2 separate regions of the Hordeum vulgare genome follow, and region 1 is linked to region 2. A link is a contact called in public Hi-C data. All regions are on one chromosome and are shown on one strand. Each heading gives the region's core, a stretch centred on a gene start, on an enhancer-like site or on the middle of the called end of the contact. The rest is flanking DNA. Distances are from core to core; before and after follow the strand shown.

Region 1 (6,171 bases), core at 1,987-4,486, 210 kb before region 2:
GACCTACAAAGAGATTGAAAATGCAAACACCCACTTTCAACTTTAGAAGGATCTCATTGAGCACCATTGGCGAAAGGGTGGACAGTAACACATTCCATTTTTTCATTCATTTCATTTCATTCATGTGTATTTGTATACGGGATAAGTTTTGTATTGAATTATTTAGTTTGCTACGGTGATTTGAATAATTGTTGTACTTTGGATGATTATTGTATTGTAATTGACATTTTTCTTACATTGCACATTAGTAATTCTGATTTATGGGGTTTTCGGTTTGCGGGTCGACGCGGCGGCGCCCGAGAAAACCCCGCATAGCCGACCCGTAAAAGAGCATCTTCTGCGAATATCCTTTTTTACGGGTCTTTTTTGTGGGGTCTCACTCCGTCTGCGTCCGTGCTGGCCCGCAAAAACGTTTTTCCGCGAACTATAAACGACTTTTGCAGGTCGGCTTTATACGGTGCCTGCTAGAGATGCTCATCTCTAGCAGGCCCCGTATAATGCCCCGATCCACAAAATAACCACCAAAATATGGATCGACGCAAAAAAAGTTGCCCGACCAGACCCTGCAAACGCCTCCGACTCGTAAAAGTTTTTGCTGGGCGCGGCAAATTGCCCACCCCAACGCGCGAAAACACAGGTTCTCCCCCTCGCCCCGTCGGCTCCCTGTATATATTGGAAACGGTTGGTGGATTGGACATTTCAGCTCACGCTTTCCCCCACCCACCGCCGTCGGGCGCCGCCTTCGATTCCGGCCATACCAGTCGTCGGGATCACGTCGGTGGGCCACCACACGTCCGAGATTGACCTCCACCACTCCCTCGTGCCTAAGCTGGCCGGAAAGCTGCAGATTGGTGGCTGTTTGTCGCGGCCATCAGATTTGGCATTTCCGGCCACCGGCGGCTGCGCCAAGCCATGGATTGGTTGGGGAGCACCCCACACAGCCCCGGCAAAGCGCCAACACTGCATGCACGTACTGGTTCATCCTCTATTCGCCGTCATCGGTCTGCCGGCAAGGACTCTTCCGGCCATCGCCCGGGGTCGGTGGTCGCGGAGCAGCTCGCCGGCTTGCCGATGCCGCTCATACAGTGCGACGAGTGCATAGAGACAGTGATGCGGCTCACATCTAGTACACGTCAACACCTCGGATGGGTATTCTTCAAATGCAATAACGACGAGGTATGTTCTTCTTTCTGTTCGACTTTGTCAACTTATTTGGTTAAATTTCGGTAGCTTATTGAGGTGTTCATGTGTGTAGGAAAGGTGATGCTCATTTTGGTATTGGAAAGAAGAATACATCGATTTATTGATAGAAAGAAACTTAATATATATTAGTGCACTCCTTAGTATAATTGAGGCTAATGATGCGGTTGCATGCCTTTGAAGAAAATAAAGAAGCAAATAAATGTTTTTTCATGCTCGAAATTGAAAGGCAAATAACAGATTTGCCGGCCGGCGTGGACGGCGATCGAGCAGATACGGGTCCGTTTTGTGGGATCTCCTCAGCCACCGTCCACGCCGGCCCGCAAAAACATTTTTCTACGAACTGTAAATGACTTTTGCGGGTCAACGATAAACGACTTTTGTGGGTTGGCAGCCAAGCATCCCAAGGGTGTGTTTGGTTGCGTGGGTAGCTCCACCCTCAAACAAGTAAAACAAATCTTAACCAAAAATCAAGTTGAATTAGAGCTTAATTCCATGCATTAGACGTGTTGATCGGTCTCAAACTGCAACTTAGACACAAGACATGTGTTTAAGTGAACATTCTTTTTGTGATTTTGTAAGTCACCATTCAGAGCAAAAACAAGATGAAGATTGCGAGATTAGGAATGCCAAATACAAGACCTGAAACAAGTATGTAAAGCACATGAGCCATCCATAAGCAAATCATAGGACCCCCACAAACATGGGAGACATTGGGTGGCTCCTGCTGATGTTTAGATGGGACGATGCAGAGACAACCTGGCACCTCCCGGGCCTCCGACTACCATCCACCCCGCTCTGATGGATGGGATGTCGATCTGGCAGAGCAAGGGGCGTCTGGAAGGTGCCGTTGGCGGTGGGACTTCGTCTGGCACCCATCCCACTACAGTGGATGGGGTGTGGATCTGCCAGAGCAACGACCATTGGGAAGGCAGCGATGGCGACGGAGTTTGATGGCGGACGGTGGAGCGAGGTCAGCGGGGAGATCGACGAGGATTCGACCATCACCGTCACTGATTTGAGGACGACGACGAAAGGTGAGATGAAAGCTCGAGAGGGGAACCAGAAGGAAATGAGAGGAAAGAGGTGAGGGAACGCGCTGACCCCACGACTGCGAGTGAGGCGCTACCCCACGCGTGCATTATGGGTGCACGCCATTTGCATCAGTTGGGCTTGCACGAGGGAAACGCTCGATTCCGGCGTTCCCGTGAGCCTGGGTGAGAGGCCTCCTTTTACATCGGTCGGGCCAGGCCAAGGATATGCATGGAACCAAACAGGCTGGATTTTAGGCCAACTCCATCGCGCGACTCCAAAGGGACGCCCGGTTTCGTCCGTATTTTGTCCGGTTGGATAAAAAAACGGACGGCGGACGCCGGACAGAGGCCGGACAAAGTCCTTCCACCAACGCTGCTACCCTATTTCTTGAGAGCTTGGTTAGATCCGGCCGCTCCCGCGCCCGCGCCCCGCGACGGCAGCACCACAGGTGGGGGCGAGGGCAGCGCGTGCGGCGGCGGAGGACAGCACGGGCGTGCATGGTGGTCACGGGAGAGAAGATGAGGAGAGAGGGTGACATGTGGGCCATACGCGGACACAAGCGGACAAGAGGACGCGAAGGCGGACGTTTTCTGTCCGCTTTGGCCCTAAACCCAGAGCAACTTTGGTCTGGAAATAGGTTAAAAACGGACACAGACATGATAAAAATGGGTATGCTCCCACGCGGTGGATCGTTTATTTGTCCGTTTTACCTCAAACGAACACACTCGGATGATTTGGGGTCGCGCGATGGAGTTGGCGTTACATGTTACTCCCTCTGTTCCTAAATATAAGTCTTTAAAGGGGTTTCATTAATGAACTACATACGGATGTATACAGATATATTTTAGAATGTAGATTCATTCATTTTGCTTCGTATGTAGACTTCTAATGAAATATCTTAAAAAACTTATATTTATGAAGGGAGGGAGTAGGTGCGAGCCAGGTGGGAGCCAACCAAACACGCCCCAAATGCGCAGGCTGAACCTGCACACCGGGAGACGTTCGTCAGCTGTTGGGCCCCCGTTCTGCCTCCATCGCACCCAAACTCCCACTCCCAACCCAAAATCAGATAAGCAAAGCAGCGCGACCTCGCGAGCAACATGATGTCCCCGACGACTACCGCTACGGCTACGGCCACGGCCGCCGCCTTCCTCTCCGCGGCTCCTGCCTCCTCGTCCTCCACCCACCGCCGGCGTAGCCGTCTCCCTGCTATCTCCGCCTCCCTCCCGTCCGGTAAAACCAACCGCCCTAGTACTCCTTATTATCCCTCCCCGACATTTCCGCCCCAATCTGACCAATACCCACTGCATCGCCAGAAGAACCGCTGCTCATACGTGCGGCGAGGGGCGAGGACGGGCTGCCCAGGCCGCCGGCGTGGATGATGCGGCAGGCTGGGCGGTACATGGCGTCGTACCAGGCGCTGTCCAAGCGCCACCCTTCGTTCCGGGAGCGGTCGGAGACCACCGACCTCATCGTCGAAATCACGCTACAGCCCTGGCACGCCTTCGCACCCGACGGCGTCATCCTATTCTCGGACATACTCACGCCGCTGCCGGCCATCGGGGTGCCGTTTGATATCTCGGAATCCAAGGGGCCGGTGATCCAGTCGCCTGTGCGGACGGAGGAACAGGTCAGGGAGCTCGTTCCCATAGATCTCGATAAGCTCCAGTTCGTTGGGGAGTCGCTCAAGATTCTGCGCAGCGAGGTAATGCCGATACATTTGTATGCTTAACTATGAAGGATTAAAATTGCTATTGTTTTTTGTTGTAATAAATTGGCATTGGTGGTCTGTGGTGAATTGATGCTAGCTATATCAGTTTATCAAGCACTGTTTAGAGCCCTTGTATAGGCTTCATAGGAGTCAAGTAGTGGTGTGGTTTTGCGTTATGAAAATGGTACTATGTGATGAAATTGTTGGTTACTAGAGCAGTAGAGCTATTGTGGTGCAGTTATCGTGACTCATAGAAGAGTGTATCATAGGAGAATTGCCAGTAAACTCACGGAACTTGTCGTGATTCTGTCGGTCCAATAGGTGACGAACAGTATGGGTATTTGCTTGCACCTTGTTTTTATTATTGACTAAAGTGATTTGGACCAATGGCTGCATGGTTGACATCAAGCTCACAGTGTAGAGTCAGTAAAACCAAAACCGATGGCGTAATTTAGTAGCTTCAGGAGTATTTCTGCCTCTATGCCTGGCTGCTAGATGATATAAATCTCAGAAAGAAATAGTGACATGTAATGTGTGGATGAAAAAAGCTGATGCATTCTGCTTAGCCAGCGTATACCCACAATTCACAACATTGAGAATGTGAACTGGAAGCTGCAAAAGAAAGGAGACTATGGAACTTGTTGGGTTTCCAAGCATTTGGGTGTTAATTGGCAGGCTTATGCCGATGCCTTTTTTTTTGCATTCTAAACATTGGTTATGTATATTATAGCTATTACCACATGCTTTCCTCCTTTACATGCTTTGAAATAAATGGTGATGCTAATGCTTATTTCAAATCTCTGGTTCAATTTAAATCTTCCAGCAGCTTGTGGTCAAACATGAGAATGACGATATTTGCATATTACATCCTAAGATCACCATATATTACTTAATTTGTGCGTACAGTGGTCTAGTTTAAATGTTTAACGTTATACACTCATCACATAATATTCTCATCAGCATTAATAAGCTGTTTATAAGTAGCCCTTTGTATAAAGAATTGGACTAAATCTGCTTTATCTATGCACTTGTACTGGATTTTCTTCAGATTCTCATACGCCTCTGTTTCCACTACCTGCTAGATTGATGGAAAAGCTGCTTTGCTAGGATTCGTGGGGGCCCCATGGACAATTGCAACTTATGTTGTTGAAGGAGGGATGACCAACACTTACACAAATATAAAGCGCATGTGCCACACAGCACCAAATGTCTTGAGGGGCCTTCTCTCTCACCTCGCAGAAGCTATATCTGACTATATCATTTACCAAGTAAACTCTGGTGCTCAGTGTATACAGATATTTGATTCTTGGGGTGGGCAACTTCCACCTCATGTGTGGGAGCAATGGTCAAAACCATACATCAGACAGGTACCTGTTCTTTCGTTTCTCTCGCTCTTATCTATTTTCTTATGACATGGTGGCTGGTAGTCTAGTGTCGACCAGGTTGGAGCTGCACTGTATAATAGAGCATTAATGATTGCCAGTGTTATCTTCCCAAGTTCAACGTGTATTGTAAAATATCTTTCCTTGTATTTATACTCAAATACTTCTGATATGACGCGCTACTTTAAACTCTTTGTAACTGCTGGTATATTATACCCTCAACGAGCATGCAAGAATCAATAGGAAACTGTATGGTTATGATTGTGAGTTCTTCTATAATCCGACAAGGAACACAGCGAGCATGCAAGAATCAATACAAACAGTCGGAAACCATGTTCATGTCAGCAACATGTTCTTGTATACATGCATTTGGATACTGTATTGTGTTATACTTAACTTTACATATCTGCAAGGAGGTAAACACCATTGGTGCATACTGATGACTTATTTTGGTCATAAATGGTGATTCTTTTGAGCCCTATCACTTTAAAATGAATATCTAATGCAACCTAAGGAGTTCAGCTTAAACCTTTCAGTTCATAGTTTGTAAGGTTAGCAAGAGTTAAGAGTTCTGTTGATTATGTTCTTTAGATCTTTATGAAACTATTTCATTGGCAGATTGTGGCTAAGATTAAGACAGAATGCCCTCACATACCACTCGTACTGTATATAAATGGAAATGGAGGCTTGCTTGAGCGCATGAAGGACATAGGAGTTGATGTTATTGGGCTTGACTGGACAGTGGATATGGCAGATGGAAGGAGGCGCATTGGTGATGGAATTAGTGTACAAGGGAATGTGGACCCAGCATATCTATTTTCACCATTACCAGTATTGACTGAT
Region 2 (5,598 bases), core at 874-3,373:
ATGGGCGTGGTGGAGTAGCGGCCGGTGAAGAGCCACGTGCCTCTCCTCCCGTACATGCAGCATGCCCGTGGAAGTGAGGGCAACCTTGGTGCGAGGTAGCCGAACGTGGAGAGCGGCTGACGGCCATGGAGGAGAGGGGGTGGTGTTCCCATGAAGGTGTTATGACGACGTGAAAAGAGGCCATCAACATGCCGGCAAGAGCGGACATCAGATGCGACATGGAGACGGGGGGAAAGCGTGGACGCGATGGCGGCCTAGACACATCCAACCAACGGGAAGTGGACGACAACAGTGAGGGTGACGTGGCGAGAGGTGTGAGGTGTGTCACCCACGGGCGGGTCAAAGAACAAGGGCGAGCATCGAATGCGTCCACACCGATGCAAACCCAACCAAATTTAAATAAAAATGGATTACGACATCTATTCGCGTCGACGCGTTAGACTGCGTTTTCTATCGATCTCAACTTAGGCTGGTCGTAATGGTAGTATCATAGCTATTATCATGCATGTCAACTAAGCAATTTTGATGAGGTGGCATAGAATTAAATGAAGAACGAGAGGGTTGAGTATCATATTATGATACCGTATCATATTAAATGTTATGCTACTATGTGTCATGCATGGCAATAAATAATCTATCCTATGATGCTACTTCCTCCGTCACGGTTTAGAAGGCACAGTTAGACTTGCGTGCGTTTCCAAAATAGATCTGGTTTAAGGCGCGAAAGCAATTACTCATATTAATTAGTACTAGTACTATTCATGCATGCACCCTCTCAATTTGCTGATCACACATTAATACTAGTATTTTTTCAGTTGGTTAGGCGCATTAGCATCTATACCTGCTACATCTCACAACCAATCGGTGACTACCTTGATCCGAGAAATTTTTCAAGCATGCCTTCTAAACCGTGACAGAGGAAGTAACATATGATACTATGCATTACGGGTGTAGTATCATACTACACTAGTATCATATACACGATACTAATATATGATACTCCCATTACAACCAACCTTAAACAATCGACGCCGCATTGTAGGGTGTGTTTGGTTGGAGGGATAGGCTAGGGTGGTTGTGGGTATCCCCAACCAGGTGGCTGGGGATATAACCCTTTTTTGTTTGGTTGGTAGGGTAAGTTTATCCTTTTTTTTGTTTGGTTGGGAGGATGGAATCCTGCCGCGTCGGCCTCCTCCTGCGCCACCCGCGCCGGCCGCCACCCGTGCCGGCCGCCTCCACCCGCGCCGGCCGCCCTCCCGCGCCGGCCGCCTCCCACGCCCTGCCGTGTCGGCCGCCCCAGGGTGGTTGCCACCGCCCGTCCGTTTTTGGCGGTTGGCCACATCCCTTTGTTTAAAGAATATTCCCAGCATCTGGTTGACGCTATCCCTCCTCGTCCCAGATCCAAACGCATGACAACCACAGAAAAAAGTGTTTATCCCCGTTCTGGAAGAACATCCCTTCAACCAAACACAGCATTAGTTGTCCTCACGGTTTACGCAACACATTCCCTAGCCGCACACACGCGCTGCGTTGCGTCCGCAGCGGGGCGGCATATTTCTCCTTTGGCCGGACGCAACGCTCGCTTTGTGGCCGCCACGGCTGGAGCTTTCGGCCACGGAGCCACCCGGTTCTCTCCCTCCCTTCCCCAGGTGAGGTAACAACCATGTACCCCGCCCCACCGTTCCCAGACTTTACGGTCGAAGGACGAATCAACGCTCTCCCTTTTCCCTGTCACTTTTCTCCCCGAGTGGTTTCATTCATATTCTGATTAATTATTTCCATCCCAGGCAAGTAGCACTGCGGCGCACGAGAAAAAACATGTCGCCAGAGACTGCAAAACAGGTAGAAGCTCACCCGATAAACGGCTGACCCTTGAGGCTGCCAGGCGGGCCCTGAAAGAAGTCGTCCCACCTGTCATTCCCTGTAACACCCATGGCGGCGTGGCAGCAGCATGACACGGAGCCCAAGACGTGGTAACTCCATCCGGTTCCCGAAACACGCGGCCCCATGCTCCGCGAGGCTAAACCCCCGAGACCCCGCCGTCGGTCGGATTTCGATCCGACGTCCCAGCGCCGCCTCGGCTCCGCCTTAAACCACACCAGGCCCCTTCGTCCTCGCCAGTCGCCCCCATCCCTCTCGGACCAAACGAACGAAACAGGTGCAGCGCAACGCAACGCCTCCTTCGCTAAATACGACTCACGAGTCTTCCACAGTCCCCAGCTCCCCTCAACTGCTCCGCTTCTAATCGCTCGCTCGCTCACCCGCCATGCTCTCCACCGGCGCGGCCGCCCCGAAACCCTAGGACGAGTGCCGATGGGCTCCCTCGACAGCGCCGCCGGGTCGGGGAGCTACAAGCGCGCGGCGGCGCCGGCCCCGGTGCCGCGCGCCCCGTCGGGCGGCGGGGGCGCGGCGCGGAGGCCAGGCATGAGATCCAGGCTCGCGCGGTTCCTGCTGTTCGACAAGGTGGACTTCCTTCAGTGGATCGGCACCGCCGCCGCCTTCTTCTTCGTCACCATTCTCGTGTACACCTTCCTCCCCGGATCGGTCGTCGTCGAGAACCCGACGATGCTGCTCCCTTCTCGACGCGCCAGCGCGGGCGGGGGGCAGGGCCGGGCCGAAGCCGTGCTGCCTCGCGGCCTCGGCGGGCTGGAGGCCGGCGAGGGCCTCACGTTCGAGCCCACGAGGCTGCGGGACAAGTGGGCGAGGGAGCGGAGTCAGGATGCTCAGAGCTTGGCGGAGCTCGGGAGACCCGTAAAGAGGGTCGGGGTCCGGAAGCCGCGCCTCGCCTTGGTGAGTTATTGAGCTGGATGGTGCTTGGGTTCTGTTTTCTCGCGATTTTGGTTCTGATTTTCCATTGCACTTCGTTTAGGTGTTTGGGGATCTCTCTCCCGACGCAATGCAGCTTCAGATGATCAGCGTAGCCTCTGTGCTGGAGGCGATGGGCTACGAAATGAAGGTGCGTGGCTCAACTGCTTCCTTCTGAATACTGGAACGCGTGTTGCCGTGTCTTTATTGTTTCGTTCATTAGTTGGTTTGCTTCGACAAGTGATATTCCTTGATGGTATACACAACAAGTTCAGATTCCGTATCTGATGTACTATTCGGTAATGCAACTAATCTCTTAGTTCTGACTTCGACGTTCACACTTCCTAGTATAGCAGTTCCATGAGAGGTAGCATGAGGTATCACTGTCAGCACCTCTTTCGAACGTGGCAACAATCAAATCTAATTTATGCATTGCAAGTCTTAGTGGTATTTTGTTAGACTAATGGAGTATATCTTGCGTATATGTATCCTAATCACCCCTATGTGCGTTATGGTCTTATGGAACCCTGTGGACTGTGGTATGCTTGAACTCCCAAACCCTCCTCCTACCTTTGCACACTTTCGATATTTTGATTACTGCTAGTTCATGAGCACTTAGAGATGAAATAGGATCTTTATTGAAATCAAATATGTACTACTATTCATTTGTATTGTTTTGTCTTCTTTGTATTGTGCATGATCATTATGTTGCAGAAACTTTTGCATGTGTTAAGTTTATGAGTCAAAGCGTCGAGTCTTGTCGCCGAGGTGCGATGCATAGACTAGTGGACCATACTTGCTACAAATATACCACATTAGTAGTTAACTACACTGCAAAATTTGAAGGGAGTGGGAGCCAGAAATACATGGCCACTTGCTGAATCAGCACAGCATCTTGCTACCAGTATTAGGTTGTCGGAGGGAGCTAGGTTGATACTTTGGGCTTACTAGGAAGTATATATCTATTGGAGTGGGCTCGTTCTAACGTGAGCACAATTAGTCTAGCCACTAGTTGTGCTTGCTGGGTCACGTCTAGTCAACAAGTTGCTTGACTAGTCCAACTATTCAAGTCGAGATGTCTAGTCGAAACCCAAGTACTGAGGCATAGATTAGTTGTGTCTCTCTTATCATCGTGTGTATCTATGGTCTTTTGCACAAAAATTGAACCGCACAAGTACCCAAACCAAAATGGACGCGCACGATTGAAATGTCATAAACTCCCTGTCTGTATGTTGTTATTAATCCGCTTTGCAAATTGTCAATGCAGGTTTTCTCATTTGAGGATGGCCCATGTAGTAGTATTTGGAGGACTATTGGCATACCAGTTGAGATCTTACCTGTGGACACAAAGTTACTCACTTCTATAGATTGGCTAGAGTAAGGTTTAAAGTATATCTTGCCAGTTATTTGCTTGTATTACTTACTGCATGTTGTCTCATACTGTAACATTTTTTCCGTGAGAATAGTATGTGGCTTCACCGCTTCAGCCTCACATCCTAATAATTTCCTCATCAGGTTTATTTGCATTTCTGCAGCTATGATGGCATGCTTGTAAACTCAATTGAAGCAAGGCCAATATTTTCAAGGTAGTTATGAAACAAGGACTATGACTACACATTTCATATTATTCTAAGATGTTTGCGCAAAGTAAGGTGTTTAATTTTGACCGCTTCCAAATGTTCACTCAAAGTTAATGTGTCTTGCTGCAGTCTTTTGCAGGAGCCTTTCAAATCCGTACCTGTCATTTGGACTGTGCAAGAGACTTCCCTCGCTCATTGTATTAGGGAATATAACTCTAGTGGAATGACTCAAATCCTAGGTGATTGGCAAGAAGTTTTTAGCAGGGCAAATGTTATAGTTTTCCCCACCTACATATTGCCGGTATTTAAGCTATTCTCATACAACTAAATTTGATGTATTAATTCTGTTTGTGTTTTTATGTAGAGTCCCCAGCCTAACATAAGATTATTTTATTATATTCATTTCCTGCAGGTGACGTATGCTGCATTTGATTCTGGTAACTATTTCGTGATTCCAGGTTCTCCTGCAGTAGCATTTCAAGCTGATAGATTCATTGCGAAAAATTATGACAAAGATGTGAGAATCAGCCTGAGTTTAGGTCCAAGAGATTTTGTAATTGCAATGGTTGGTAGTCAGTTTTCATATGGTGGGCTTTTGATGGAAGAGGCACTTGTCTTGCAAGCAGTAGGACCTCTTTTACAGCAGTATCCTTCTGAGAATAGCACACAGACTGAACTGAAAGTGAGAATCTTGACAGGAAACCGAACCGATAAGCATAGGATAGCCCTTGAGGTTAGGATGTACCACCATGCTGTCTTTCATCGTTTGAATTCACTATTTAGAGGTCATAAACCGTTAAATTGCATCTAACTGCTTGGTATTGCTCTTATCATCATAGGCCATTGCTTTAAATGTTGGCTTCCCAAGAGGTGCAGTAGAGCATGTTGCTGTTGAAGATACTGATAATCTCCTTGCTATAGCTAACCTTGTCATATACTGTTCTTGCCTTGATGAGCAATCCTTCCCCAGTGTGCTAGTCGAAGCTATGATTCTTGAGAAGCTGGTTATAGCTCCGGACCTTGGAATGATCACAAAATATGTATGCTCATGATCTCTCAAATTTTATTGGCATTGCATTTATCAACTCAATACCTTACCATTGCACATCTTGTCATAAGCTAACATGGTTATCTTCATGGCTTAGATTGATGATGGGATAAATGGATTCCTTTTTCCAAGAAAGAATATCGCCATGTTAAGTCAAGTCCTACT

Evidence for each region. A called contact is a pair of places that touch in the nucleus more often than the background predicts.
Region 1: a Hi-C map of seedling shows a contact between it and region 2, with 3 times the contacts expected there. The contact joins the promoter of LOC123443911 here to the promoter of LOC123443910 in region 2. A contact is called at or near these places in 2 of 6 Hi-C or Micro-C datasets (leaf and seedling) and 1 of 1 datasets of contacts at active chromatin or transcription factors (embryo).

Annotation. Positions count from the first base shown.
Region 1 is chr3H:377,750,013-377,756,183 of MorexV3_pseudomolecules_assembly, reverse strand. LOC123443911 (uroporphyrinogen decarboxylase 1, chloroplastic) reads left to right here and starts at 3,236. Exons shown (of 5, transcript XM_045120470.1): 1 at 3,236-3,468; 2 at 3,552-3,940; 3 at 5,029-5,313; 4 at 5,947-6,171. The coding sequence starts at 3,336.
Region 2 is chr3H:377,542,705-377,548,302 of MorexV3_pseudomolecules_assembly, reverse strand. It overlaps LOC123443910, which reads left to right and starts at 2,123. Exons shown (of 14, transcript XM_045120469.1): 1 at 2,123-2,790; 2 at 2,870-2,956; 3 at 4,073-4,182; 4 at 4,341-4,391; 5 at 4,515-4,686; 6 at 4,798-5,118; 7 at 5,225-5,425; 8 at 5,531-5,598. The coding sequence starts at 2,314.